Regions from separate parts of the Muntiacus reevesi genome. Here region 2 is linked to region 1. The links are chromatin contacts, called in public Hi-C maps. All regions are on one chromosome and are shown on one strand. Each heading gives the region's core, a stretch centred on a gene start, on an enhancer-like site or on the middle of the called end of the contact. The rest is flanking DNA. Distances are from core to core; before and after follow the strand shown.

Region 1 (3,462 bases), core at 233-2,732:
TTGGTTAACAAACAAGTGGGCAAAGGATGCTAACTCCACATTTCAGCATAGTACTTGTTCAGTCACCAAGTCGTGTCTGAGACTTTGCAACCCTATGAACTGCAGCATATCAGTCTTCCCTGTCCTTCACTATCTCCCTTAGTTTACTCAAACTCATGTCCTTCCTTTCCATATTTAATAGTTAAAAAATATTTAAATGTATTGTGAGACAGCAGTCTTTTTTCTATTCTTTTATAGCAATCTCATTGTTCAAAAAGACCAGTTCACTTCTTGATGGAGCAGTGAAAATATTTTTATTAAATGTCAACTCTTGAGACCACATCTTTTTAGTATCTTTGCAACAAATATTCTGTGATGTATCCTGAAATTCAATAGTAGTCTTCAGGAAAATCACCAGTGTGATTATATGAGTTGGGAGCTGAACTTTGAGTGAAAGAAAAACTGAAAGATGAGTCAGACATGGGGATCTCAACAGTCAAACAAGTAAGCTGTCACTTAGAGAGAAATAAAGACAGGATTTTTTTTGCCAACATAAAACTAGCGTTTTCAAGTGAAAATGGAATTTTGGAAATCTTGTATCTGCCACTGTGAACTTCACAGATTCTCAGTACTTTAAGGTCAATGATGATATTGATAAATAGCAGCTTTCATATTGTACAATGAAAGGTGTCAACATCTGGAAGATACGCATTAGTCAATGAACCCATATTTTCCAAATGACCAATGTATGATGTTACAAAATCATGCCTGATAAAACTAGCCATTCAAAGTGCAAGACAGATCAATGAGTTTTGATAAAATAGAGTAGAAAAAGTTTACCTATCTGGTTTTAGATGGTATACTGCAACTGACCTATGCCTGTTCAGCTTTTACTAAGAGGTAAAATTATCTAAGTATATTAAAATACTCTGTCCTTTTCCAACGACATACTTATGTGAGGCCAGATGTTTTAATATACTTCCAAGGACGCAACATAAACAACCAGAATGAGTGCAGAAGCACATACGAGAATCCAGCCGTTTTATATTAAGCCGGACAGTTAAAAGATTCTCCCATCCCCATCCCCAAGGGAAAACAATGCCACTCCTAATTTTTCTGCAAAAAATAAATTTAATTTACATGAAAATGTCCCTTATACAACAGAATGGATCTTTTTGTTATTAAACTTTAAATTAGTACTTCTGCCCTCGGAAAGCAAGAATCTTAAAATATTTTTAAGTCAACGCACACCCCTCCCCACTTTGCGCTATTGCCATCAATTGTTTTAATCCTCTGTATTATTGAAAGCCCCCAAAACGCCCGCCCAAGGATGTGGCCGGAAACTCCGCGATTCGCGACTGCAGCGCCCCCTCCCGGCGGCCCTTGGCTGGAGCCACCCCCCGGAGGAGGGATGACCGCGGAGGCTTCTGGGAGTTGTAGTTTGTCCTGCCCGTGGGTCTCACTGACGCAATTTCTGTGCGTCCCTAGCAGCCGCCATCCACTCGGCACCGGCCGGGGAGAACCCTGTTCGGTGGGCCGAGTCTCATGCCGGTCGCGGTGACCTGGGCTGGTGCCGGCCGACCTCGACTGCCCGAGGGCCGTCGCCGAAGCGCCCAGAGCGGGTGACTCAAAGTCGAGAGGGAGAACGAGCGGATCTGGTTGCAAGATCCAGGAGGTCGGAGGGGAGCGCGTCTCCCCCGCATTCCCGCGCTACCAGTTCAGGGATCGGGGAGCGGTGTGCGCCGATTCCCTCCAAATTCAAAGGGGCGGGACTGTGCAGACTAGTCTGGCCTCCTTTACGCCTGCCCTGGCCCAGTCGCGTGCGTGTAGGTGGGGACGAAGGTGGGGAACGCCTCTGCTGCGTGAGAGGAGGGGCCCCAGCCGTGGGAAGGGAGATGCGCGTCCTCTGGGATCAAGAGGGTCCCGCGTGGGCGCGGGCGCGGGCGCGGCGGAGAGATCTGGCCCCTCACGGTTCTCTTCTCCCGCCACCATCGGGTCCTGCCATTCTCTTGCAGGGAACTCAAAGCTGGCTGTGGGGATGGCCTCAAGGGTCCGGACAGCTGCCATCTGGGTGAGTAGGAATTTTCTTTTGTTTCTGAAAAGCTCCGTAAAGACCGACCTGTGCTCATTCGTCTCTTCCAGGGTTGGCGTTTGCATGGAGTTCCCTCTCCCCACCCCGCTGCCAAATCACTGGGCCGCCTTTAGGTAACGTTAGGCCGTCCAGAAGCGCTTCTTGTCATCAGACTGTTAATTTACTTACTTAAGTCTCTTTTCTGCCAATTCTATGCCTTGAACCTTGAGTTAAACAAGACGTAATCATCCATCTTCCAGTTTCTTCAACACCCATTTTCTTATTTTTTCCCTTCTGTGTTTAAGATTTTGGGACCTCATTTGGGAAATTACGCGTTTATCTCTAGTTATTCAACAGTTTTATTGTCATTTGTTTGCTGGATCCTGGGGCAGTTGCTAAGGGTGCAAAGATAAGTCATTCTTGCCTTGGAAGAGTCATGACCTGGTGGGGTTGGTGGGCAAGAAAATGTACAAGCACAGTGACACCTTAGGGGTCCTCTGAAAGCAAGCTGTGAAAATGTGTGGGGACCTACAGCACAGGGTCAGTTTTGGAAATAAGGACACTCCAAGAAGTACCTCAAGGGTTAATAAGGGAGTCTTAAACTGTGATTTGAAAGGTAAGTGAGGTGAACAAGGGACAGCCTAGGAAAAGGAAGGAGCGTGCAAATTTTAGAGGCTTCAAGTGATCTAATATGTTGGTGAACTTTGAACACTACAGTTGCTGAAATGTAGAGTTTAGGATTTTGCGGGGGATGGTGGTGATGGAGTATAAGAAATGAGGCCAGACCCATAGGTAGAGATTGGATCATAGAGGGCTTTGAGGGTCACATTAAAAACTTGAATTTGGGGACTTCCTTGGCAATTCAGTGATTAGGGCTGAGAACTTTCATCACAGTGACCCCAGGTTCAATCCCTGGTTGAGGAACTGAAATCCCGCAAGCCACATGGTGCTGCCAAAAAAAAAAAAAATCTGGGATTTTATCCTCTAGTGGAGAAAGACTCATTGAAGTGTTTTCCAAAGGAGTTTTGGATGGAACAATCAACATCAGGCAAGTGAGGATGAGGCTTAAGTACACTAGTGGTTTTGAGAAAAGAGCCACAGAGTCCGAAGCAAGTGGACTTGGTAACTAGTTGGATGTTGGTGAGGGAGCAAGAAGAGCCAGGCATCAGTGCTGGAGGTCTACTCTGTGGGCCTGGGTTGGGAGGTTCCATTTCCTGAGTGAGCGAGAACTATCAGAGTTGTTAAGGAGGGCCGGGTGGACATTTCTGTTGGATATGGTGGTACCCTGCAGGTGCTGGTGGGCAGGTGGGTAGGCATGTGTCTCAGTTCAAAGGTCTGGACAGGTTACAATGAGTAGGTCTAGCCAGGTGAGCTCAAAGAGCAATTGTGCCCTGGGAAGAGGACCAAGGGCA
Region 2 (3,791 bases), core at 481-2,980, 160 kb before region 1:
AGCCTCCTTTGGAGTGCAGGCTCAATAGTTCTGGCGCCTGGGCTTAGTTGCCCCGAGGCATGTGGGATCTTCCTGAAACCAGGGATCTAACCCATGTCCCCTGCATTGCAAGGCAGATTCTTAACCACTGGACCACTAGGGAAGCCCTAGGTTTACTTTGTTCTTTAGCTTTTTGAGAATCCAACTCTTATTGTTTTGTTTTTACTGTTTTAACTACTATAATTACTTATGCTATGCTATGCTTAGTCACTCAGTCGTGTCCAACTCTTTGCGATCCCATGGACCGTAATCCACCAGACTCCTCTGGCCATGGGATTCTCTAGGCAAGAATACTGGAGTGGGTTGCCATTTCCTACTCCATATAATTACTTACGATTATGAAATTTCCTGTCATCATTGCTCTTAGTTTCTCCCACACATTAATGCATAGTGTTGTCTACAGTTTTGTCTGTATTTCCCTACTTAATTTGCTGTCAGTTGAAGATAAGACTTTATAAAAGCAATTTTTTTTCAGACAGAAAGCTTTTTAAATTATGCTTTTAATTTATAGTTAAATATTGCCTACCATATCAGTAAACAAAGGATGTTGCACCTTCAAGCCATCAGATTACAGTAACCTGACTGTGAGCCTTGAGGGGGTCTCAGGATGAGAAAACACAGAATCCTGGCCCCAGATAGCTGAGGAACGTATCAAAGGAATGATTTCAGTAAGCTTAGACTCTTGTATCTTCCCATAGATGGAAAAGCAGTAAATCCCTTAACTTGAGCTATCTAGTTTTCTTTAATCAATAATCTTTTGATGTTCCAACTACTATATCTTTGTTGCAAAAACTTCTACCTATCTTGACTTCCCCCTTGCCTCTTCAGAGCAGTCCCCTCTCAGCGTTATCTGAGCTGCTATGTCCCAGGCTTAAGTCCTCAGTTTTGCCCACAGAATAAAACAGAACTCTCAACTTTCAGGCTGTGCATTTTTTTTCCAGTTGACTACTGTTTGCTCTGTCTTGGACACCCACGCGTCTGTGTGTCCCAATATTGATGACCTTCTACTTCTCATCTACTATACTTTCTCCTCTGTAAAGTTGGTAACTTATTTGGTGCACTGATATTCAGTACTGTTTTATACCCCAGTGCACTGCACCTCATAGTTTCCCACGGTGTCGTTCTCTGCTGAGCCTTCCCCTACGAACTCTAACTGGTTTGGCCTCAAGACTCAACCACCGGCCACTGCCCAGACACTAGCGCTTCCCTGAGCAGCGGAGGAATCGATACCGACTCTAGTAGAGTCCGCCCACCTTTCCCATCAGGCCTCGCACGTCTATCCAAGCCCTCTTCCTCCACAGAGCATTCTGGGAGATGTAGTGTTTTGCCAGCCGCTGTTCGTCACGTGACGTACTTCCGTCTGCGCCGCCCTGCGGCCGAAGAGGAATACGCGCCTAACGGGCTGTATCCGGCAGGGCTTCTGAGCTCAGGGGCGGGGCGGGGGCGTTCTGTTTCAGAGACTGCGGAGCTAGCTCAGACGCGAAGTTACCCTGGCCCAGAACATCCTGTGCGAACCAGGATCTTGACCAGCTGAGCCCCCACGGTCGATCCCGGCGTAGAGGCAGTCAGCCCGGCGTCGGGCCCTCCCGCATCAGGGCTGCGGAGCGGTACAAACTCATTGTCCAAGTTCCCTCTGCCCGGGCCCGGAGCCCCTTCCCTACGAGGGAGGGACTCAGCCCCAGACGGGCAGGTGCCTGGTGCCCGCGGACCCTCTCCGTCGGGCTCGAACCCCCTCTTGGTGGACGGGGTGGGACCAGCAAGGATATCATCAGAGTTCGGCTCTCTCCTCTGCAGCCTGCACGAAACAGCCCGGGATGGCCACCAGGTTCCCGACAGCTTCGTGTTCGGTAAGTGGGGACTTTCTCACTTGAGAAAGCTGACTTGGCCGTGAGGGCGGACCTCTTCATCCCTTCACGGTCACACCAGGGCCTGAACTCACATATTGCCCGCCATCCCCCTGAGTCTCCAGAAACGTCCCTTGTCTTCTGGCACTTGGTGTCCCGTTGCACTGTCCGTGGGCAGTTACTCTGCTTTGTTATCTACAGCGGACCCTGAATTCCTAGGGCAGTGAGGGCCCTTGTGAAGGAAATGATCCTGTATCGTTTCAGGTTTTACACGCACAAGTTCTGAGTTGTCTTCGCGTCCAGATTTTCAGGGCATCAGCAAGGAAATTTATCTCCTTTTTGTTCATTAGCTTGTTCAGATGCTTGTATACTGAGTACTCTCGTGAGCTGGATCCAGACATTGATGCTGGCAGTGCAAAGAAATCATGTACGTTTCTTGTTTTAGAGGAGCTGTGGTCTGGCGCACAGAGTCCTTGGGCAGGATGGCGGGGAAGGAGTTTAAGGATTCAAAGCAGGAAGGAGCAGTGTTGTGACAGGAGAGAGCCAGTGGACCCTCTGGACCGTGCAGGTGGTTGGAGGACTGAACCAGAGGGAGACTTAACAGCGAATGCTGAACTCCTGAGCTGTTGGCACACCGGTGATGTGTCCAGTCTTGAGAACACTGTTGGAAGAAGTATCCAGGGACAGAGTGTATGTAGCTTTTTTTTTTTTCTTTCCTTCTTTTAAGATTTATTTATCTTTGCCTGTGGCTGGGGGTGGTGGTGGGGGGGGGTAGGTCTTCCTTGCTGTTCCGGCTTTCTCTAGTTGCAGTGAGTGGGGTCTACTCTCTAGTTGCAGTGTCTGGGCTTCTCTTGTGGTGCACAGGCTCTGGGGCAAGCGGGCTTTAGTAGTTGCAACACGTGGACTTAGTAGTTATGGTCCCTGGTCTCTAGAGCAGGGGTTCAGTAGTTGAGGTGCAAGGGATTAGTTGCTCCGAGGCATGTGGGGTCTTCCTGGACCAGGGATCAAACCTGTGTCTCCTGCAGTGGCAGGTGGATTCTTTACTACTAGACCTCAGAGTGTAGCTTTGTAGGTATTGAATATGTGGTGCCTACAGTTGAGTCTGTAGCTCAGGTGGGAGTTTTCAACTAACATGTACTGATTAAAGGCACCTATGTTAGTGCCTTTAACTACAGAGTTATAGGTATAAGAGTAGAGCCCCCAAAAGGACCAAGTAGAGGCCTCAGGACAATGACAAGGGCTGCGTTAAAAGAGGAGCTGGGGTGCAGGAGAGGTGAGAGAACATTTGGAGAGTGGTTTTTCCCCTACAAAGTTGAGAATAGAGAACTTCTTAGAAGCCATGATGTGAAGTGTCTTGAAAGTATTTCATAAGGCCGAAAGATGCTTCTTGGATTTCAGAATTTATAGGTCTTAAGCAGTTTTTCCAGAGCAAACAGAATGTTGGGTGTGCTACAGTGAGTGGGGTCTACAGGAAGTGGGGTCTTAGGAAGATATTCACTTCCTAAGAGGTAAAGGAATTGCATTAGGTTGTGGACAGCAGAATGTAAAGAAATGATTAGTAATAGTATAGGTGGTGGTGGTTGTTCTTCAGTTACTCAGTCATGTCTGACTCTTTGTGACCCCATGAATTACAGCACACCAAGCTTCCCTGTCCTTCACTACCTCCCAGAGTTTGCTCAAATTCATGTCCATGGAGTCCGTGATACCATCCAACCATCTCATCCTCTGTCACGCCCTTCTCCTGCCCTCAGTCTTTCCCAGCATCAGGGTCTTTCCCAGTGAGTCGGCTCTTCACATCAGGTGGCCAAAGTATTGGAGCTTCAGCTTCAGCATCAGTCTTTCCAGTGAATATGCAGGGTTGATTTCCTTTAGGAGTGTAGGTGGCACTGGTGGTAAAGAACCTGACTG

What was found. Hi-C and Micro-C count contacts between places; a contact is called where the count stands out from the background.
Region 2: a Hi-C map of muscle shows a contact between it and region 1, with 5 times the contacts expected there. The contact joins the promoter of LOC136145592 here to the promoter of ZNF268 in region 1. A contact is called at or near these places in 2 of 3 Hi-C or Micro-C datasets (blood and muscle).

Annotation. Positions count from the first base shown.
Region 1 is chr13:28,882,760-28,886,221 of mMunRee1.1, reverse strand. It overlaps ZNF268 (zinc finger protein 268), which reads left to right and starts at 1,482. Exons shown (of 6, transcript XM_065904040.1): 1 at 1,482-2,050; 2 at 2,122-2,184.
Region 2 is chr13:29,038,510-29,042,300 of mMunRee1.1, reverse strand. LOC136145592 (zinc finger protein 26) reads left to right here and starts at 1,730. Exons shown (of 6, transcript XM_065904046.1): 1 at 1,730-1,886. The coding sequence starts at 1,854.